Linked DNA regions of Mus musculus: all the other regions are linked to region 2. A link is a contact called in public HiChIP or PLAC-seq and promoter capture Hi-C data. All regions are on one chromosome and are shown on one strand. The core of a region is the stretch at or near the end of the contact, and the rest is flanking DNA. Distances in the headings are between cores, read along the strand shown.

Evidence for each region. Promoter capture Hi-C pulls out the DNA fragments that hold promoters and counts their contacts. HiChIP or PLAC-seq counts read pairs in DNA pulled down with a chosen protein or histone mark.
Region 1: a contact with region 2 is called in an H3K27ac HiChIP or PLAC-seq map of extraembryonic endoderm stem cells, with 6 times the contacts expected there. The contact joins the enhancer-like site here to the promoter of Nfia in region 2. A contact is called at or near these places in 8 of 39 promoter capture datasets (the 3T3-L1 cell line, 3T3-L1-derived adipocytes, cranial neural crest and 5 more), 10 of 115 datasets of contacts at active chromatin or transcription factors (astrocytes, craniofacial prominence, embryonic forebrain and 7 more) and 1 of 9 other capture datasets (embryonic stem cells).
Region 3: an H3K4me3 HiChIP or PLAC-seq map of neural progenitor cells shows a contact between it and region 2, with 25 read pairs. The contact joins the enhancer-like site here to the promoter of Nfia in region 2. A contact is called at or near these places in 5 of 39 promoter capture datasets (frontonasal cranial neural crest, hippocampal neurons, liver and 2 more), 2 of 484 Hi-C or Micro-C datasets (cerebellar granule neurons and stem cell-derived neural stem cells), 8 of 115 datasets of contacts at active chromatin or transcription factors (embryonic forebrain, embryonic hindbrain, embryonic limb bud and 5 more) and 1 of 9 other capture datasets (embryonic stem cells).
Region 4: a promoter capture Hi-C map of embryonic stem cells shows a contact between it and region 2, with 3 times the contacts expected there. The contact joins the promoter of L1td1 here to the promoter of Nfia in region 2. A contact is called at or near these places in 5 of 39 promoter capture datasets (the HPC-7 cell line, cranial neural crest, embryonic stem cells and 2 more), 2 of 484 Hi-C or Micro-C datasets (both in embryonic stem cells) and 9 of 115 datasets of contacts at active chromatin or transcription factors (embryonic forebrain, embryonic midbrain, embryonic stem cells and 2 more).
Region 5: an H3K27ac HiChIP or PLAC-seq map of double positive thymocytes shows a contact between it and region 2, with 8 times the contacts expected there. The contact joins the enhancer-like site here to the promoter of Nfia in region 2. A contact is called at or near these places in 15 of 39 promoter capture datasets (the 3T3-L1 cell line, 3T3-L1-derived adipocytes, the C10 cell line and 9 more), 1 of 15 datasets of contacts at CTCF or cohesin (the NIH/3T3 cell line), 17 of 484 Hi-C or Micro-C datasets (the 3T3-L1 cell line, the C2C12 cell line, CD4 T cells and 10 more), 21 of 115 datasets of contacts at active chromatin or transcription factors (the 230-238 cell line, CD4 single positive thymocytes, the NIH/3T3 cell line and 17 more) and 3 of 9 other capture datasets (embryonic stem cells, liver and macrophages).
Region 6: a contact with region 2 is called in an H3K4me3 HiChIP or PLAC-seq map of embryonic limb bud, with 5 times the contacts expected there. The contact joins the enhancer-like site here to the promoter of Nfia in region 2. A contact is called at or near these places in 2 of 39 promoter capture datasets (3T3-L1-derived adipocytes and liver) and 5 of 115 datasets of contacts at active chromatin or transcription factors (embryonic limb bud, embryonic stem cells, forebrain and 2 more).
Region 7: a contact with region 2 is called in an H3K27ac HiChIP or PLAC-seq map of stem cell-derived neural progenitor cells, with 6 times the contacts expected there. The contact joins the enhancer-like site here to the promoter of Nfia in region 2. A contact is called at or near these places in 1 of 39 promoter capture datasets (cranial neural crest) and 6 of 115 datasets of contacts at active chromatin or transcription factors (embryonic forebrain, embryonic hindbrain, embryonic limb bud and 3 more).

Annotation. Positions count from the first base shown.
Region 1 is chr4:98,692,228-98,694,933 of GRCm38.p6, reverse strand. The region is part of intron 42 of Patj (PATJ, crumbs cell polarity complex component); the gene reads right to left. Among named protein-coding and RNA genes, the nearest start is that of Gm35137, 5.6 kb to the left of the region's middle. Within about 2 kb of position 1,258, at least 21 of the 459 cell types and tissues checked have an H3K27ac peak or open chromatin away from gene starts, as enhancers often do. A contact at or near this core is called in extraembryonic endoderm stem cells and trophoblast stem cells, where this site is marked.
Region 2 is chr4:97,776,179-97,778,950 of GRCm38.p6, reverse strand. It overlaps Nfia (nuclear factor I/A), which reads right to left and starts at 1,325. Exons shown (of 11, transcript NM_010905.3): 1 at 957-1,325. The coding sequence starts at 983. It overlaps Gm38709 (a long non-coding RNA gene), which reads left to right and starts at 1,528. Exons shown (of 5, transcript XR_003955232.1): 1 at 1,528-1,922; 2 at 2,728-2,772.
Region 3 is chr4:97,035,410-97,038,213 of GRCm38.p6, reverse strand. No RefSeq gene overlaps it. Among named protein-coding and RNA genes, the nearest start is that of Gm27521, 120 kb to the right of the region's middle. Within about 2 kb of position 1,488, at least 11 of the 459 cell types and tissues checked have an H3K27ac peak or open chromatin away from gene starts, as enhancers often do. A contact at or near this core is called in neural progenitor cells and stem cell-derived neural progenitor cells, where this site is marked.
Region 4 is chr4:98,725,398-98,728,164 of GRCm38.p6, reverse strand. L1td1 (LINE-1 type transposase domain containing 1) reads right to left here and starts at 1,411. Exons shown (of 5, transcript NM_001081202.1): 1 at 1,325-1,411; 2 at 695-770.
Region 5 is chr4:98,434,516-98,437,657 of GRCm38.p6, reverse strand. Patj (PATJ, crumbs cell polarity complex component) reads right to left here. Exons shown (of 44, transcript NM_172696.2): 12 at 188-328. Among named protein-coding and RNA genes, the nearest start is that of Patj, 40 kb to the right of the region's middle. Within about 2 kb of position 1,442, at least 153 of the 459 cell types and tissues checked have an H3K27ac peak or open chromatin away from gene starts, as enhancers often do. A contact at or near this core is called in the 230-238 cell line, the C2C12 cell line, CD4 single positive thymocytes and 16 more, where this site is marked.
Region 6 is chr4:98,507,079-98,510,130 of GRCm38.p6, reverse strand. The region is part of intron 21 of Patj (PATJ, crumbs cell polarity complex component); the gene reads right to left. Among named protein-coding and RNA genes, the nearest start is that of Gm40210, 71 kb to the left of the region's middle. Within about 2 kb of position 1,425, at least 38 of the 459 cell types and tissues checked have an H3K27ac peak or open chromatin away from gene starts, as enhancers often do. A contact at or near this core is called in 3T3-L1-derived adipocytes, embryonic limb bud and liver, where this site is marked.
Region 7 is chr4:96,796,177-96,799,042 of GRCm38.p6, reverse strand. No RefSeq gene overlaps it. Among named protein-coding and RNA genes, the nearest start is that of Gm34053, 10 kb to the right of the region's middle. Within about 2 kb of position 1,347, at least 16 of the 459 cell types and tissues checked have an H3K27ac peak or open chromatin away from gene starts, as enhancers often do. A contact at or near this core is called in neural progenitor cells and stem cell-derived neural progenitor cells, where this site is marked.

The sequences.
Region 1 (2,706 bases), core at 9-2,508, 920 kb before region 2:
ACCACAACAAGAAACCCCTCTTTTTTTCCTCCCATGTATGTTTCCTAGTTTTGAAAGCCAATACTGGGCTGCACATGGTGGCACAGGCCGAACAGGCCTTTAATCTCAGCATTTAGGAGGCAGAGGCAGGAGGACCTCAGAGTCAGAGGCCAGCCTGGTCTATATAGTGAGTTACAATACAGCCAGGACTTCATTGAGAGAACCTGTTTCCCCAACTCCTCTCCACAAAAAGTAAAAATTGGGGCTGGTTAGGCAGCTCAGTGAATGAAGGTTGCCACCAACTCTGACCACCTGAGTTCAATCCCTGGGACTGACTATTAATGACTGCTCTAAGCTGTCCTCTGACCACCACGCATGCACGCATAGACGGACCAAATAGATGGCTAAGTAAGAATCGCCAGTCAGCACTTTAAAGTCTGCTCCTCCATCCTTCCTTCTCTCTGACAAATTCTTTAGCAATTTCTCTCAGTATTTGTTTCCATATTCCTAAATAGCATAATTTTACTTCTATTTGTTGTTTAGCTAAATTAATTAATTGGGTTTTGAAACCAGGTGGACAGACTATGCAGCCTGGGTTGGCCTGGAGCTCTACAGTCCAGGCTGGTTTGTGATCAGTCTCCTAAGCAAGCTGCTACTCCTCGCTGATAAACTTTTAAATGACCTAGTCTTATCCGTGGGTGGCCAACAAAAGCTGTAACTCAGCTGATCTTTCCACGGAAGCATCCTGGCCACCCACGTCTCGGACGTGGTGTTTGGCTGTATCTGTTTAATCTGTGAGAGAAGGGAAGGCTCAAGCTGCTGCTGCTGAAAGCAGGGACTTAACAAGGGCCCGTGGATGTGCAGAGGAACTGTGGCAAGCTTGTCATGACGTCTTCATTTTCCAGCGTCTCCTCTGCTACCTTCAACTTTGGGTCAGATTCCTGTTTAACTCTGTACAGTAGACATGTTAATCATTTAAGGATGTTCCTCTGGCAACCTCCCCCTTCAAGGCTGAAGGCACCAGAGAAGAATAGCAAAGGTATTTTTTTCAAGATTTGCAGGAGACATAATCAACACACCCCTGACAATCCCCTGCTCCAGAACGGCACCTCCAAGTCTCCAGTCAATGCTCTAAGCCTGATGTCATCTTGACAAACGCCACGTTGCCCTCCTGATTTCTTTCTGTGTCATTCTCTCCTTGGAGTCCATAGAGATAAGCATCCTGTGCAGCAGATCAGAACTGCCCCTGGCAGGCAGGGGCGATTGCCTCATCCTGATAAGACTCTGTATGACCAGTGCTCGGACAATGATCAACCAGACGGACCTGGCCTGACTGTGGCTGTGAGCTATAGTCCCCTCCATGGGGGGTGGGGTGGGGGAGGGTGAGAGTAGGGGTGATCTGAGGACATCCTTTCCTTCTGTCTTTCCAGAGCAGCCAGACTGAAAACAAGTTTTTCCCTATTGGTCACTTATCTCATTCTCTACACATGAGGCAAGTGGTCGCCCATGGTTCTGTAGGAATCCCCTGCACTAGGTTTCCTTAGCTTATGTTAGAGGTTGAGGGTAGCCTGGGCTACACAGCAGGAACTTGTCCCCAAACAACAACAACAACTGAAAACAAAAACAAAACAAAACAAAAACAAAACAAAACAAACAAAAAAACCTCCTAAAGGTCAATGACTTAATTTTTGCCTAAATGCTACTCTTACTAAGCCTGCTACTTCCTGTATGTTAATGTTTCCTTGATTATGGTGTAAATTTATTTCCCAGAGTATATAGCTAGTACTTTTTTTGTTTGTTTGTTTTGTTTTTCGAGACAGGGTTTCTCTGTATAGCCCTGGCTGTCCTGGAACTCACTTTGTAGACCAGGCCGGCCTCGAACTCAGAAATCCGCCTGCCTCTGCCTCCCGAGTGCTGGGATTAAAGGTGTGTGCCACCACGCCCAGCTTTTTTTTAATGTTTTTATTAGATCAGCTTTACAATTTTTAGTTCACCGCAAACTTCCAGGGCAGTTAGGCATATTAGATACTCACTCACCACCTCATTTCCTCTGTTTCATTTTATTACTATTGTTTACATTAGCGTGTGTAAGTCAGGGGACAACTTTCAAGTGTCAGTACTCTCCTTCTACTAAGGGATCTGGGCTGGAACGTGTGTTGTCAGGTTTGCATGGCAAGTACTCTATCCACTGAGCAACCCTCCCTGTTTTCTCCTTCTTAGTTCAGAGCCGGTTTTCTCAATGTGCCCTTCCCCCTGCTCCACTTGATGGGCTTTGTGCCCACTGCCCAGGATTTTCACATTGTCCAGCGCGACAGCATCTTAAGTAATTCTCTCAGAAAACTGATTTCAAAAAAAGGCCAGTGGCACTCAAATGCCTTGCTCTTTATAGCACTTTTTAGCAAGTGCTTTTCTCTTAAAAATGTAAAGCCTAGGTGGGCACTACTCTTTTATTATTTAATATGTGCACTGATGAATAGGTTTTTAAATTTCTTTAATCCCCCTCCCCAACTCTCCCCCTCTCTCAAGTGTTTCTGTTTACAACTTCTACTGTTTAGACATTAGATTTCTTGGTTTAACCTCTTGGTCCCCTTGCTCTCTTCACTCACAGGGCGAGGAGTACTCTTCAGGTGAGCCAATGTCCCGCTCCTTCTCTACGCTCTCTTAATAACCCTTCTACCACTGCAGCCTCTTCTTTTAGTTCAACAAGCTCTGGAGGGCGCCCTGAAG
Region 2 (2,772 bases), core at 76-2,575:
GGACCAGATCCGGAGCCGCAAAATAGCAGTGTTTCCTTGCTGCTGGTGCAGACTCGACCGGGAGGGATGGGCTGGGAGGCTCGGGCAGGAGGGGCAGGCGGAGGGGCACCAGGCCCCACGCCGCGAGTGGGGCTGCAGGGAAAGTTGCCGGGTCCTGCTGGCTGAGCCGCCCGGGGCTTGCCTAGGCGGCGGCGGCGGCGGGGCAGCCGACTCGGGCCCTGGCCGCCGCTCGCCCTCGAGCCGGAGTCCCACTCCGCCCGCAGCGGCCCAGCCCGGCCCGACCCGCGGCCTTGGCGGCTCTGTGGCCTCCGCGGCGTGGGCTCGCCAGACCCCGAAACTTTCGCCTGGGGGTCGCGGGCAGGAGGCAAGGACAGCAAGGTCCCGGGCCGGCGCGGGGAGTGCGTCTCCGCAGCCCACGGACTAAGGCTAGCACTGCCCGCCCGCCGCGTCCGAGGGGCGCTGCCCGGGCCGGCCCGCAAAGCTGGCACAAAACAAAAGTAAGAGTTCGGGGCGTCGGCGGGGGGCGCGGCGGCGCGGGAGGACCCCGGCAGCCAGGGCGCCCCGGGTGCAGCCGGCGTGCGGGGCTTGCGGGGCTCAGCCGCCCCTCCCTGGAGCGGAGGAATCGCGGGCACCGCGCTCCGCGCCGCAGCCGCCAGAGTCCAGATTGCAGCGTGTCAGGGGCTGCAGCCGCGGACACACGTGCGGGGCGCCCGCAAGCCCCGGCGGAGCTCCGCAGTCCGGCGCCCCGATATTAATTAACGCATTAATAAGAGGGCGCCATTAGCCATGTGCCCACACAAATGGCCGAGCAGGAGGAATGCACCCGCATGGAAACAAAGTTACTTTCTTAAAGCTGCAGCCCCCCCCCCCGCACACGCGCGCGCACACACAGAAACACGCGCAGACACGGCTCCCGCCGAGGCACACGGCCGCCCCGCGCCCCCGCAGCTGCTTACCTGGGTGAGACAGAGCGGAGAATACATAACTGCCGGGCGGCGGGGGGTGCGTGCACGTCTGTGTGCGGGCTGGAGGTGTGCGTGAGTGTGGGTGCGAGAGGGAGAGAGAGGAGGAGAGAGCTAGGAGGGGGGGAGGAATAAAAAATCAAGCCTGCTTCTTGCGTTCACATTTCCAACTCGGCTCAACTGCAGCAGCCAGCGCTCTTGCCGCTCCACGCGCTGAACTTTAACCCCGCCTAGAGTTTCCCTACACTCCACTATACTGTCTACTGTACGCGGGCGTTAAAGGCATAGCGCACCCTTTCCCGCTCCCGCGCCGGCCGGCCGGGTGCCCGCGAGCTGCCCGCGCGCCCGCCTGCGCCGCGTTCTGCACCGCACCGCACGGCCGCCGCCCGCTCGCGCCGCCGCCGCGGGGGTGTGGGGGTGGGGTGGGGTGGGGGTGGGGGGGCGGGGTGGGGGGGAGCCGGGTGGGGGAGGGGCGGCTGCGGCGCTGACACCGGTCCCCAGCCTGCAGGGCCGCCCGCCCGCCCGCCGCTCGCTCCGCGCTCGCTGCCTCCCGCGGCCCCCCGCCCCCCGCCCCGCTCGGCGCGGTCCCCGGGAACGCGGCGCGGAGCGGTTTTTTCAGCGTGTCCTCCGGGCGGCTATAGGCTGCCACAGGATGTGCTTAAGCAAACAAAACTACTTTTCCTCCTCCCCATCCCCCCACCCGCGCCGCAGCCCTCCGCGGACGTCGGGAGAGGATTGGGGCAACTTTGTCGGGGCGCCCCGCACCCCCGTGGGCCGCGGGTTGGGCTCCCTAGGAACCCCAGAGAAGGGCGCGCGTTACATTTGCATGTATGCAAATTTCTTGTAAAAAATCAGACCTTCTAGGTAACTTTTCCTCCCTTCCTCTGAAATGCGGTAAAGCTCAAAAGCATTGTAATCTCTCCTGCGAAGCTTTCTATGGGAATAGTATCGTCGGGAGAGGTAATATGCACAAAAGCCTGCTAACTTTTCAGCTACGACTCTATAGCAGTCAGAATCTGGGGGTGGGGGGGATAGGAAGATCACCCCAAAGATTCCCCAGATTGCGGGGGAGGAGGTGTCTGGAGAAAGCAAGGAGGAGAGTCATGAGCGAACGCTCTTCTCTCCCAGAACCCAGGAGCTGGTGGGTTTAAACACAAACGCCCAAAAAAGTTCTGTCACGTCAGAAACAACAGTGGTTTAGCTGGGACATTTTTCTGTATACTGAGAAGGAAAACTGTGAAAGGGTTGCCCCCTTAGGAAAGAGATATGTTTGTATCCCCAAATGGGAGCCCAGGACTAACATCTGAGTCCCTGTTCCCCAGACACACTCTTCAAGGGTGCGTCTTTGTGGATCCCAACTTTTCCCTTCCCCAGGTAATAGTTCTCAAGATGGAAAAGAGCTTCCTGCAATTATTTTAGGTTTGCTAAAGTATTGTTTTGGCAGAAGGGGGGGGGGTGGTTTTAGGGTTTGGCACATTGCCAACAAGCCTGCTCTTCCAGCTTTCTTTTTCTTCTGTCCTTCCCTCCTTCCTTCCCTCTTTCTTTTCTTTCTTTCTTTCTCTCTTTCTTTCTCTCTTTCTTTCTTTCTTTCTTTCTTTCTTCCTTAAAAAAAAAAAAACTCAACACTTTCTCTCTAGACTCTCTTTTCTTCTAGAGGGGGAAAAAGTATACCTGTCTCCTCCAAACTCTCATTTTCTCCTCCTCCTCTCCCTCCTGAAGTTTTGCAGCCTTCTGTATTTACCTACCCTTCTTTAAAACTCCCCAGATTCCGACGCTGGCACACAGACTGGGAATCCGCTCCCTGGTGGAG
Region 3 (2,804 bases), core at 239-2,738, 740 kb after region 2:
AAGAAAATTCCAAGCCACACAGTCTTGCCAGCATGGCTGTGCCATAACTGTGAGTCTCTGGCACCTGGTTACCTTGATCTGTCACAGGCTCAAGAGAATGTGTCATACCCCCATTCCCACTCCTTTAGCAAGGTTCAATGTCTTTGTCCAGCCTCAGCTTGTAAATAAAGTAAGAGAAACTCAGATTTACTGGCATTCGTAGCTGCTCACAGTTCAAGAGTTCTGGAAGGTCTTCTTTCCAGAACTTTGGTTTCTATGGGATGAGTGTCGTCCTGGCTGGTTTTTGGCTCATATCTAAGTGCTGGATCATCTCCATTCATCATTTCTGGGCTGGACAAGATTCTCTTGTCTGAGCTGTGGATGTCCCCTGCTGGAAATGGCTGTTCACTGCAGCTGAGGGAATTGGTACAATTGTGGCAGCTGTGGATGCACTTATGTGTGTCAGGACATCCTCCCTGGCTGATTACATGATTCCCACCAGGAACACAGTCAGAAAACTCACTCTGTGACCCTGCTCTTACACTCCTGCTTTATTGGCAATTTCACCTTCTAAGTTATGATAACCACTCCTTATAAAGCACGGTATGTGTTAATATGACAAGCTCTCAACATTTGTTTCTAAAATCCATAATCTTGTTGCATACAGAATGGATTATCTTATTTAAACTGTCACATATTAATAAATTCTGAGTGGAATTACAGAATTTTATATTGTAAGAGTTCAGGCCTTGAGAATAGGTGGCCCCCATTAGTGTAACTTGCACAGGATATTTGTTTTACTTGTCTTCTTGTCCACAGGGTGCCTCTCCTGATACAGAGAATACACAAAACCACTTGGCTGTGGTTTTTCATCCTCAGGTGCAATTTTTTTCTGCTCTTCATCTTTCATTCTATATGTGCTCATTTGCAGCATTCGTGCCAGTGGGCTTTGCTTTGTTCTGCTTTCTATGTATCTGATCAAAATCCTCTCCCTTTTCAAAGCCTGCTTTTTTTTTTTTTCATCAGAAAATTTAGGGAGCTTTACTAACTGACTTAATTTTCCTTCCAAATGTAAAGTGCTGCTGTGACAGGCATCCTATGTGAAAGACATTCTGTAGTCCATGTTTCTGGGAAAATTCTCATTGATGAAGGAAACAAAATTCAGTTGTGTACAACTTATAAGATTATAAGAGGTGAGAGTACAGGCTAGTTCTTGGTCTGGACTGTCATTTGGGAGCATACTTTTCAAGACAAAAGCCACTAATCACTTATCCAAGACATCAGAGGATGGGCAAAATCAACCGTCCAGTGTCCAGCTGAATCACAGTTGCTGATTGTTCCAGCCAGTTGGGAGTTTTCACCATGTGATCAGCCCAAAGGCATTTCTTCAGCTGCCAGCACAGAGGCTTGTCGAATCTGCTAAGAAACCAGATGCAGCAAATACATATCCTCTACAGCCTGGCATCTGGGGTTTGTGCCTGCCAGCTGAGGAAAAAAGCCTGGGCTGCATGGAGCTCAGGGTGGAGATGTGGAGATCATAGACAGAAAACAGTGAGATCATCACATGTTTCTCATTGTGCTAGAAAAAAAAAAACCCTATTGTTGGAGAGCATGTGAGAACTTTGTAAGAACCAGATTAAGTATGCCTGGATTACATGATGGAACAATTATATGCTGTGGACTAACACATATTTGTTTTACTGAAAGTCTGTTCCTACTATTTTACTTTTTTCGTATGCAAAAGCGCTTATACAATTGACTCAGTGCAACTGTATTCATCAAGCAATCCATCTTATTCATATATATTTATGTGTACATGATGCATGCACATCATGTATATGTCTTTATTCTTCTTAGCCCATTAGTTTTTCCCAGATAAGAACTTCAATGTTACCTTCTTACTACCATTGTAGACCATAAGTGACTGGGTATTCTGGGTAATACCCTTATTTTGTTTTGTTTAAATCCCTTTCCCATATAAATTATATAAATATTATTCATTAAACTCCATTCCTTTCAATACAGTTAGCCAAATGATTATTGAATACCCACCTATGCAAAATATGGTATGACCATGAGACTGAAGGAGCAAGGAATCCAAGAAGCTTATGACCACATGGATCAAAGCTGAGTGGCCAGAGCCAGTGATGGATAGGTGTCAAGAGCTTCAGGCAGTAAAAAAGAAGCCAAAACAGAGGATTTTTACTTTGTGTGCTATCTGTGGCTAGGGCTCACAGTAATGTGAGAGTGGGGACCTGAAGATGTATTTTTCTTTCTTTCTTTCTCTCTTTCTTTCTTTCTTTCTTTCTTTCTTTCTTTCTTTCTTTCTTTCTTTCTTTCTTTCTCTCTCTCTCTCTCTTTCTTTCTTCCTTTCTTCCTTCATTCCTTCCTTTTTCCTTCCTTCCTTCCTTATTTTCTTTCTTTCTTTCTTTCTTTCTTTCTTTCTTTCTTTCTTTCTTTCTTTTCCTTCCTTCCTTCCTTCCTTCCTTCCTTCCTTCCTTCCTTCCTTTCTTTATTTTTCCTTGGTTTTCAAATATAAAGAATATATAATAAGGGGGGTAACTATGCCACATTATTTAATCAAGATTGTTTAACATTGTATTGTTTTAGAATGGATTTCTATGGCTCTATCTAAACAGCAGTACTGAAGAAAGCCATGCCCAGCCTCTTGTTATTTTCAAAGTAAGGCTTTGGCTTTTTCAGGTCATTTTATAGTATTTGTGTGCACACTGATCATATTATACAGACAGCAGAATATTGTGGCTTTCTCTTAACTAATACCCACCATTCATATGTGAATTCTTCTTAGGTTATTACTATACCTG
Region 4 (2,767 bases), core at 162-2,661, 950 kb before region 2:
CCCAGAGTCAGGAAGTCACGTCCTTCCCCCCACCCCCACCCCCCAGGCGTGAGTTGGTGGCGCACTGCTAAAATATCCGCTGTTTCCAAAGGTAGAGACGACGAGGAAGCACCCCGCCACTAAACTATTTAAAATGCAAATCAAGCTGCGGTGGAATGTGGTCTCAGCAGTTGGCTCAGTTATGCACCTTACCAGAAAGCTTAGGGATAAGCATCAGACTATATAGGATATTGGATGGGAAGAGAAAAAAAAGCTCACATACTTGTTCAACGTTTTGAGACAGGGTTTCACTAAAACAGTTCAAGAGAGCATTCAATGGTGCCTTTTTGCCTCAGACCTCAAAGGACCTATGTTTGTGCTTATTTTTTTATTTACCTGTCTACTTGAGTCGGGGTCTCTATATGGCCCTTGCTGTCCTGGACTTCAGTATGTAGTACAGGCTGGCATCGAACTCAAGTGATGCACCTACCTCGGTCTCCTAGCACTAGGTTCAAGGCCCGACTCATTTTATGCTTCAAACTCGGGGATTTAAACGATTCTAGGGGGGGGGGGGTCAACGCTCTCAAACATCCCGACACTAGGTTAAGAACCCTCCCTAAATTACACGCAACACCCACTCTCACTTCAATCCAAGACACTTGTCACATTCCAGAGGGACCTTCTCCGTGCCCTGCGAGCACACTCTGCAGCTTACCCAAATCTGCGCCTTCCCCAGGAAGGAACCAGCTCTCCTCAGGTCGGGATTGGTCTGTCCACGCGTTTCACAGCGCCTGGAATTAAGTGCGTAGCCCAGAAGTCAAGTTATGACTTACGTAGAAACCCACACGCCTATGACCAGTAAACGTTCTCAAATGTGCTTAAATAGTATCTGCAAGTTATCAACAAGGACACTGGGGTGGGCGTAAGGAGAAGGCGGCAAAAAGGGATCGAACACCCCGGATCCAAATTCAAGGTGGCAAAGAGAGGGCCCGAGGACGGTGGCTTCTGCCCTGTGTGTCAGGATTCAACAGACACCTTTAATGCCCGGTTTTCTAGCAAACTTTGTTAAGAAACTGATGGAAACTCCTTCCCAGTCAAAGACAGAGGAAAGCGTTTGAGGGTGGAGGCTGGGAAGGGGCTGAAAGCCGGGGTCCCCCAGGCTCTTAGCAGCCGCTCTAGCTCACCTCCGCCTTCGCGCAGCTGCCGCCCCGCTGTCTCATTGTCCCCCACTGTCACGGCACTCTCCGGGTGCAGGAGCAATTCTCACTGCCCACCCCAGGGCCGGCCAGGCAGAGCAGGGTGAGAAACACGGGGACATCTGGGGCTTAACCCTGAGCAGCCTTACCTGAGAGCCACGAGGTGCAGCCCTGAGGTCACACACGCTGACAAAAGCAGGGCTGGGCGTCTGACCGCAGGAGAGACTCGCTGGGTCTCATGCAGACTCCTCCCTTCCCTAGGCGAAGTTTGCAGGTTTCTAGGCCCAACCCCCTCGCCACCCGCTTCCTTAGCCCCCTCCCAAAACTCAGTGGGGGCCTGAGCCCGCAAGGCGTGGTGGCCCACGCCCAGAAGCCATACTCGCTAGGAGCCAGTTAGGGCGCAAATCAAAAAATGAAATAAAATAAAAATCGCCCAAACGCTGCTCTCTGGCCTCACGCTAGCCAGCACCCCTGTCCTGACTTCAGGGACAGAACCTCGGTGTCACGCCTTTCTTGAAGCCAGTTGATGATGTAGCCGACCTTCCGACACCTCTCAGAACCTTTCTCACTCTCCAGGGCCTTTGCACTAGCTTTCTCTATGTAACTTCTTTTCCCAGGTCTTGTTTTGAGAAAAATCTTCTCAACTTGTAATTCTACATGTAGCTAACTCCAAACTCCTTATCTTTTGGCCTCCACCTCCCTAGATAGTGGAGTGAGCCGAGTTGGGGGGGGGGGGCGGGCTCGAGGAGGGGCGAGGGGATTGTGCTAGGGACAAACCTTGTGTTTGCAAGGTTTTCCAACTGAATTGCACCACCAATCCGTACTTTCGCACTTCTTTCAAAGCTGACTTTGTTCCATCCCTAGGTCTCAGGTCAAAGATTAACTCCTCCGGGGATGGTGGCAGCACCTATAGACCTCCAGCTACCCTGAAGGCAGGAGTACCCCTTTGTGCATAGCAACTGGGGTTCCTTTGGGCATTGTAGTGAGACTTCTCTTTAAAAACAAAACCAAAGATCTTTAAGTGGCCTCATTTAAAGTTCGTGTAAGTGAACTATCTTTCTTTCTTTCTTTCTTTCTTTCTTTCTTTCTTTCTTTCTTTCTTTCTTTCTTTCTTTCTTTCTTTCTTTCTTTCTTTCAAGTACACCATAGCTGTGTTCAGACACACACCAGAAGAGGGCATCTGATCTCATTACAGATTTTTGTGAGCCACCATGTGGTTGCTGGGATTTGAACTTAGAAACTCTGGAAGAGCAGGCAGTGCTCTTAACCGCTGAGTCATCTCTCCAGCCCATAAGTGAACTTTTAACTGTCCTAAAGAAGACACACTGTCTCCAACCACAAAGCTCTTTGATAGTCCTCTGTCCTCCTTACCCCCACCTAGTGGAGATAATGCCTTGCTACTCAGCCCAAGCTCTCCTTACACTTCCTGTGTAGCTGAGATTGACCTCAGACTCCAGGCCGTTTTAGCCAACCACGAGCTGGGATTGAGGCTGCACCCTAGGCTTTGTTTCATTCACCCGGTTCCTAATTCCCAATGATCAGGAGCCAAATGTGTTCAATTGCTGCATTCCCTTTTCATGTCTTCCCATTCC
Region 5 (3,142 bases), core at 193-2,692, 660 kb before region 2:
CTGCTTTTATATGGGTCGTTGGCTGCTACCTGATTGTTAGAATATTTGTAACTTTACAAAGTTCTTGATATAATATTGCCTTTATTGCATAGGTCTGAGTCTGACTGTGTATGCCACACCATATTAACTACAGAGAAGAAATTGTTAATAAGGTTGAAGTACTCCAAAGTAAAGGCTTTGAGCCTACCTGGTTTTTCTAAGGCTTGTACAGTGTTGTTTTTTAGATTATCCAGTCTTTCTCCAATTTCCTCTGCTTCCACACTCAAATTAGCTTCTGGTTTCGGGGATCCTGCTCGTTCTGGTACTTTAGGTGGTTCTGCAACAGTTTCTGAAATAAAAATTGTGACTTAAATCGCTAGTCCTGTTGGGGGTGGGGCCGCATGCAAATGGGCTGACTTCACTCTCATTCGTCCTTCCCAGGACCTGCTGCGCTGCATGAGATGCCAATACACTAAAGTGTTCTGTGAGGTAGTTAATCACAAAGATAGCTTGACAGTAGTCAAAGAAAGAGGAAGTAGAGAAAATGAAAGTGAAAAGGGTTGAACCACGACAAAACAGAGAGAGATGATTTACTATAGCTTTAGAAAGGAAAAGAAATAAGAAAGCAACAACTGGAAGGCTGTATGTTCTTGCTGATGTGGACAGGTATTAAGCCACATATGCAAATAGGCTGGACCATCAAGCCCGTGTGAACAGCCTAGCTAGCTCAGAGACTGGGGGTGGGAGAACTCCTCTAGGTGCAGAGAGAGCCTTCCCCCGCCCCCTTTCCTTAGCTGAAGCAAGTGAAATTCCGCAAAGTTGCCAGCAAACCACTAAGTGTGTCTTCAACAGAAGAAAGGCTGCACACGTCACACTTTACACAGTTGTTTTTTAATTCAACAGAAGAAAGGCTGCACACGTGACACTTTACAGAGTTGTTTTTTAATTCAACAGAAGAAAGGCTGCACACGTGACACTTTACACAGTTGTTTTTTTAATTCAACAGAAGAAAGGCTGCACACGTGACACTTTACAGAGTTGTTTTTTAATCCCATCATTTGAAAAGAATTTTTAAGATTTTAATATATCATTTTTAATGTGTACAGGTGTTTTTGCTTTCATGCATGTATATACATCAAGTTTGGGACTTTTGACTTCAGAGGACAGAAGAGTGTATCAAATCCCTTAAAACTAGAGTTATGAGTGGTCTCAACGACCGAGTTTCATGGGTGCTTCAAACCGAAGCTGGGTCCTCTGTAAAAGCTGCAAGAGTTTTAATCACTGAGCCATCTCTCCAGCTTTTTGTAAAAGGTGTAACCTGAGAGAAGACAGCCCCCACCTGGGGCCACAAGGTCCAGGTAGGGACGAACCCAAGATAATCACCAGCCTGGCACTACTAGGGCAGACTGGAAGCTAGCCTGAGACAACCACCAGTCCTGTGCCAGAAAGGCTCAGGCAGGCAGACCACACCCAAGATGACCTCAGCCCAGGGCCACACTGCATGGGCAGGGAACAGCATTGCTGAGACAAGCCCAGACCCCGAGACACCCTGGGTGCCACTAAGAGGAGCATGTAAATGGTAGAGAAATGGAAGAGAAAGAGAAGCAGAAGGAGGTGAGCGCGAGGAGACAGAACCAGGAAATCAAGGGTAGTGAGGAAAAGCCTGATAAGAGTAGCCAGTGATGCCACCGAAGATCATGATGACATCCTTGCCTGTGCTACCACTGAGGGCCATGTCTGGGTCCATGGCCCTGCAGCAGCAGGGCTCTGTTTCCAGGTAAATACCCCTGGTCTGGGCTGCCACTCAGTGCCCTGTTGATGACTGAGGCTGTGCAGGACTGGCTGATCCCTCACCTGGGTATCATGGGATAGCTGGCCTTAAGGGATGTGAGGGCAGGTGAACTGATCCCTCCCACCACCCAGAAAGCACGGTAGAGCTGGGAGGAAGAGTTGTGCGTTAGCAGAGCATGAGAGCGGGAGAGAGGGCCCTGGCACTCATCTCTTGTGCGGTGACACTGATGAGGAAAAGATGCCCTCCTTCCCCTACCCCCCTTGCCCCTTGCTCTTACCACCTGCAACAGGCAGGAGAGCTGGCTCTGCCCTTATCAGCTACAGCATTCAGGAGAGCAGACCCTGCCCCTTGCCAGGGCAACACAGGAGAGCTGACACTGACGTTGGGCCAGTGACTCACTGCAATGAACATTTACAAGCAAAGAAGTATGGACAAAAGTGTAGACTGTGGGACACGCTGTGACACACCACAGCTTCCACAGTATGATTTTTTTTTTTCCTTTTCGGGGAGACTGCAAGGGGGGAGGACAGGAACGAGAGGACCAGGAAATGAGCGAGATTGGGGTACAGAATGTGAAATTCACAAAGAACCAATAAAAAGTTTTAAAAACAAAAAGTACAAGGCTGCAAGGAAACATCAAATTCAGGTTGTGGCATTTTAGTGTCAAAGATTAACCCTTAGGAAAAGAAGAAGCAAGCACCGGGCGGGGGTCAGGGGCTCGTCTACGTTCAGAAGCCAGAATCACCACACATGGGATACGTGGTTTAGGAAGGGTTTTATGGGAGGAGTCAAAAGGAATAGGAAAAGAAAATACAAATGACATTTTAGAGCAACTGGGAAACCTATGTGTGATGTGTGTGGGTGTGTCTGTCTGTCTGAGACCATGCACATACGATCTGTGTTGGTGTGCCTGCACACGGAGGCTGGGGAAGGATTTCTTGAGAAACCTGGACCTACGCTGGCAGTCAAGAAACCCCAGCAATGTTCCTGCCTCCGTATCTCGCAATGCTGGTTTACAAGCACAAGTGCAGCCATGCTCAGTTTCTTGCATGGATTTGGGGAATATGCATCAGGTCTTCATGCCTGCCAACAAGCATTCTTACCCTCTAACCCACAGAGTGATCTCCTTGGCACCACCAACTGGGAAATCTTAAATATGTACAAAGTATTCAATATTAGATATTTCTATTATATCTTGTCTTGGTTATAATAATATGATTCTCCTTGGGGCTGGAGAGATGGATCAGCAGTTAAGAGCACTGACTGCTCTTCCAGAGGTCCTGAGTTCAATTCCCAGCAACCACATGGTGGCTCACAACCATCTGTAATGGGACCTGATGCCCTCTTCTGATGTGTCTGAAGACAGCGACA
Region 6 (3,052 bases), core at 176-2,675, 730 kb before region 2:
CTGTTTGCCCTGCCCCAGTACCCTTACTGTGCTGCAGAGCTCTTCAAAGAAACATCAGTACCCTCCCTCTCCCATCCTGACCTCAGCCAACAGGACTAGGGTCCAAACAGTTTCCCACTCTTCTCCATGCTTGGGCCCACCTCAGGCATGCGGTCTAAGTTCTCTCTCGCTTCACCTGTGCCTCAGCCTCCTGATGCTTTTATCTAATGAAGACCTCTCGATTCCAGACTCTCAGGACTGCTTTGGATACCTGCTCTCTAACCCAACACAGGGAACTCTGGCCCCCTCCTTCCCCTCCTCCAGTTTCCTAGAATGCGTAAGATGGTCCAAAAGACATGTATAAAACATGCTGCCCGTGTCCTCTTTCTGTCTGCTTGATAAAAGAATAAGTAAGGCACACCGAGGAGGCTGTGACCCTTTCTAGAGGCCTGTACCTACAGTAACACCATCTGATTCATCACTACAGTGTATTATATTCAGAGACTCGATATAAACACTCAGCTAGTCTGCCCTCGTGTTTTTAAGAACATGAGGGATTTTACACCAAAGGCCTTCCTCAAGTCTGTGTCTTTATCTTGTTTTAGAGACTTGACTCTCCAGAAAATTGGAACTGACCAGTCAGCCACAAGCAATCTGCTCCATCTTTTCCTGTGACTGCCACCCATGCTTCACTGTGATCAACTAAATGCCTACTAAATGACCACTCCTTTTGCTTCTGGTCTTGACCAGAAACCACAGAAACAGGTCCAATCAAGTGGCAATGTGGCAGAGACACGGTGAATAGAATTATCATGCTCAGCTGCCTTTCCCATCTCCAGTCACTTTCACTGCCAACTGCTGGGCCCCCATCCCTAGGTGCTAGTCAAAGCAGGCCAGACAGCTCCAGGGGTTGCCTGTGCACCTCCACTAAATGCATGGGAAGGCAGAGGGGAGCAGGACCCAAGCAGCGGCTGTAAGCACAACAAAGGATCCACTTGCCAAGCAACTTCCCACAGTCCACTGCTGTGCTGTGCCGTGCAAGTTCACGAAGGTCATTACACCTTCTCCTGCCTGTTGCCCAGGCCTGCTGCCCACTGCCTCCTCTCGGGCCTGTTGCCAGCACACAAATACCCATTTCTTTCCCCTCACAGTGTTTGGCACATACTTTATAGAGCTGTTCACCCTGGGCTCACAGCACCCAACAGCCCATAAAACAAATCATGTCCTGGAGGCCCACGAAGTCGTTAAGCAATGGCTGTAATGGGCACAGGGGTTACGAAAACAGGGAGGTTTAAAAAAATAATAATAAAAAGGCCCCTGGATAAATGGAAGTTAATGCTTACAGAAGAGGAATGGGGAAATTTTTCAAACCTTTATACATAGTGAGGTGTAAGGGAACAGCCTGGAGAAAAAGCAAGAACTCGGTCAGAGAGGACGGTGGTTGCATAACACAGCAAACAGAAACAAAACAAAACCAAGTTTGCTGCTGTGCTGAGCAGGCACACCCAAGCAGGCTGTGGCCTTCCCACCTGACACATACTACTGAGCCCATTAGTGACAAGGCTAACGTAGCCTTAGTGTACAGTGAGGGCTGGACTGAAAATGGGTACACCAACAGAAACCCATCCAGAGTGAGCAGTAAGATAGAAACGGGGTTGTTTCTTCCTGGAATCTTTATCTATTTATTCTTATTTTATGTGTATGATTACACTGTAGCTTCAGAAGAGGGTGTTAGATCCCATTACAGATGGTTGTGAGCCACCATGTGGTTGCTGGGAATTGAACTCGGGACCTCTGGAAGAGCAGTCAGTGCTCTTAACCACTGAGCCATCTCTCCAGCCCTCTTCCTGGAATCTTGGGATGTTCATTTACAAGTTTGTTCTCACACTCTGTGAAATTGAGTATTTAAAGAAACAACATTTTGCTCGTGTGGGTTTTTTTTTTTTTTTTTTTTTTTGCTGTTGTTTCTGTTGGTGATGAAACCACTGTGTGCTTTCCTGCTACTTTGTCACTTCCGACATCATTATTTTAGATTAACCGCCTGTTACACGCAGGCTACCAATAAATGATTTTAAAATTAATTGTTCTATAAACATAAGATGGGTTGTTGCTCATGGGGTGTTCTTGTGAGCTGCAGATTTGAAAGGGATTCCCAAACTCTCAGATCTAGTCTTTGACTTTCCAACTGAGGAAAGAGAGGCTTGGAGAAGCTTAGTAGAAAGGAGCCCAGTCAGTGTTCACATAGGGTCTCTTGTTTGCTAAGCAAAGCTCTCAAGAGGAAAATGAAAATCAGAATTTTATCAACTCAGCACACATGCTGCTGAGATATCTACCAGCCCACATCAGTATCTTCTTAGCTTGGCACGATGAGCAACCAACAAATCTAGGCATGTCTGTCACAGCATTTCCTGATGTGTGCTTATAAATGGTTTCTGACTGAAGACAAGTTCACAACACATGACTTTAACAGCAGTCCCCAAATGATATGTTTAATAAAAACTACCTCCTGCCTTGTAAAGTTGAATGGTGTCCCCCAACTCTTCTCTGAGAATCTATACATGGTTTCTGGGAGAGGGAATGCTATTTTCTTCAGTAATGTAGTCACAAACAAGTTGTTTATGCACCCATAAAGAATGCCCCACCCGTGCTTCTATAAGAAATCCCAATGAATGTCACTCAGTCACTGGTGAAAAGATGACATGAAAGTAGAAAGAGGAAGAGGGTCAACGGAGTGAGAAGGAACAAGGGCGTTAATGGAGGTGAATGCACCCGAAAGACATCATATATCTGATGGGGGAAATCATAATAAAACTCATTCTGTATAATTAATATGTGGTAATAAAACCCAAGATTAATATTAAATGGGACAGAGCCTTTGAAATTAAGACTTAAATCCTGGGGTGGGGGTGGGGGCGTTTTCATGCACAGTTATATGGAAGTATTGCTGGGGAATTTGATTTAGTGATAATGAGCAGAATAGAAGAAGGGCAGAAGGAAGGGAGGGAGGAGGACAAGGTTCCAAGCAGTGCCAAGACACCTATAAAACAACAGCAGTGACCAGGCCAGCGTACTC
Region 7 (2,866 bases), core at 98-2,597, 980 kb after region 2:
GTCTATATTCATTCATGGACATATATTAATATTTATATGTAATATATCAAATATTCATACCTATATGTATGCATATGTATACATAAGGAAATATACAAGAATACTTATATGCAGTAATATACACAATGCACTTAGACTGAAGCCAAGTCGAGTTCAAATTTAGGCTCTGCAATGTACCAACAGGATAGCCTAGGTAAGATCCCCATTTTTCCAAGATCACTTGACTTAAGTTTATGATAAAATAGAAAATAATCAATTATGACAGTCAATGAAGCCATATACAATGCATTAAAGGGGCAACAGTTTTTGTCTTTAGCCTATACTTGTTTGTCACATTGTGGAGAAAAACTGTCCCACTCTCATATCCTTTTCTACCCACGGCATAGTCATAGTCCCCCAGCGGGAGAGAGCACTTAATGCTTATAAGGATATGTGGTATGATAAGGATATGTGGCATTGACTGTCCATATAAGAGAATCTACAATCACATTACAGATAAACTGATGGACATTTCTATGAGGGAGTTTCTAGTGTCAGCTATTTGAGATGAGAGGCTAGACATCTGCACTGAATAACAAGGCAAAACACCACTATGACCTGCATTCACATCTCTTTCCAGGCTGCTGATGAAATGGGGCCATCTGCCTCAACTCTTGTGGCCATGACACTATGTGTATCATAGAAGATACTATCCTCAAACTGATAGCCAAAATAAAACCTTTCTTCTTCCCTTAAGTTGCTTCAGTTTGGCTTTTTTTTTTTCACAGTAACATGAAAAGTAATATCCATATTGAACACATATCTGACCTTGTCTGGACGAGGGGACAATGGCACAATCTTAAAGAAAACACCTACCTTTGGTATTTTATTCTGCAAATTCTTGCTTCTCTGAGCTAAGAAGCTGTTCACTAAAACCAAATCTCAAAGAAGTCTGTTCTTTAGACTTGACCATACCCCTGGCATGAACTCAGTTTTAGGAAGATCAGAAATGTGATCTTTATTATTTATTGAGCAGGGACCAAGACATTGGTGGTATTAAAGAGCAAAGTCCAATCACTCAAGTGAATACAGAAATTATCTTAGGGAGTCTGATTGTCCTAGCAAGAATAATAGGGTTGTTAAGTGGGTCTCCTGCCTGGGAGATGCCAAGGGCACTAAGCACCAAAGAAAAAGAAACACTCAGTCACATGTGCTGGGCACACAAATAGAAAAGGTCTGTTATGCAGAAGCTACATGAGTCCCCATAGAAACATTGGCCCTCAGCCAACACAGCAATACTCAGTGAGAGTCCTTTGATCAGTATTTGAAATACTACAACAAATGCTTCACACTTCTGCATGCTAGTTCCTAGGTGCTAGGAATTCTAAATGGCCTGCAGTCCTCTGGACAGTCCATTAAAATGAAGAATGCCAGTACTGTCTTAACGGAAATAAAAAGGACTCACCCAGACAACAGAGACAACTATGCATCTTTATTTCCTTCTTTACCCAGTTTCTGAGGGCTTTCTTAGCAGAACCTTAATGAGAATTGATGCATCTGATAGTAAAGACATTTCATCTTATATATCCCAAAATATCCCACTGTGTATCTGGCTCATTCTCACCAAGATATCACTTCTCTAATTTTGTAGATTTTATTTTTCTCTCTTGAGAATATCAAGAAAAAAATCTTGAGGATAGTACTGTCTTGCCAGTCTCAGATGAGCAGGCTATCAAGGAGAATATTAGTTACCTCTTAAGGATGCTGTTGTCCAAAGAGCTTAAAGTACATCTCTCTTGGGAGATGACCATAGAGCTGCCTTTCTTTTGACCTTCAGAGCATGGAAGCCACACTAGGGTTCATGCCAATGTAGACGATCTCCCATCACTTCTCTGTTGAGTGACAATCACCTGCTGTCTAAGCAAGTGTTTCATGTGTTACTGTATTTCACAGACTCGGACATATTTTCCATAATTACTCCCCAGCAATATATAGAGTAGGGTGCCTGAGACTGAGATTTTAAATAAACAATTTTTTCTTACTTTAGCTTTAGTCCCAGTCATACAAAGCAACTTTGTTCTTTTCCTTCTGCAACTTTTCTCCACCCACGGAGGAAAAAAAATAAACCCTCTTCTGAATTAATACCCTAAGTGTTACATGTCAGTTTAGTTCTGAAGGTATATGTAAATCTCAGGTTATAATCACACTCTAATCGCCTCTTCCACTTCTTCTGAACTAGACAAGGTATATTTTCTTTGCATGTACTAGCAACTGGCAGAATACATGTATATATGTATGTTATGTATGCACATATACATACATACATACACATGTGTGTGTGTGTGTGTGTGTGTTAAATAGGTGAAAAAAGGGAATGAAGAAGGTAGGCATAGAGCATGGGCATAGTTCATGGAACTCTGTTTCAACTGGGCTATGCACACCCCATCTTCTAAGCATGCACTCAATAACCAAACTCCTTTACCTGCCTGCATTCTACACACATACCCCTTTTCTAACAATTCACCTAATAACCTTGTGCCCTACCTCCACTAGGCTATAAGTGCACTCATCTCTGAAAAATATAATAGGCTTTTTGGCTTTTTCTCCCCTACTAAAATTCAAACTTAGACAGTTTCTTCTCCAATATATTCCCAATGCATCCAAAGCCAACCAGCCTGAACTGATTTTAGGTAAATGTATAGTAAGACAAAACTGAGTCTTCATGTGAACTTTTAAGGGGACCCCTGCAGGAGTTTGCTCTGATGCTGCTTGTATATAAATGCTAAATTTTGTACCTTAAGATCTGGTTGCCCCCATTGAGGAGATCCTCAAGCACACCAAGTGATGCTAAGTAACATTGCTCCCCAAATTAAGTGGCGTTAAAGCC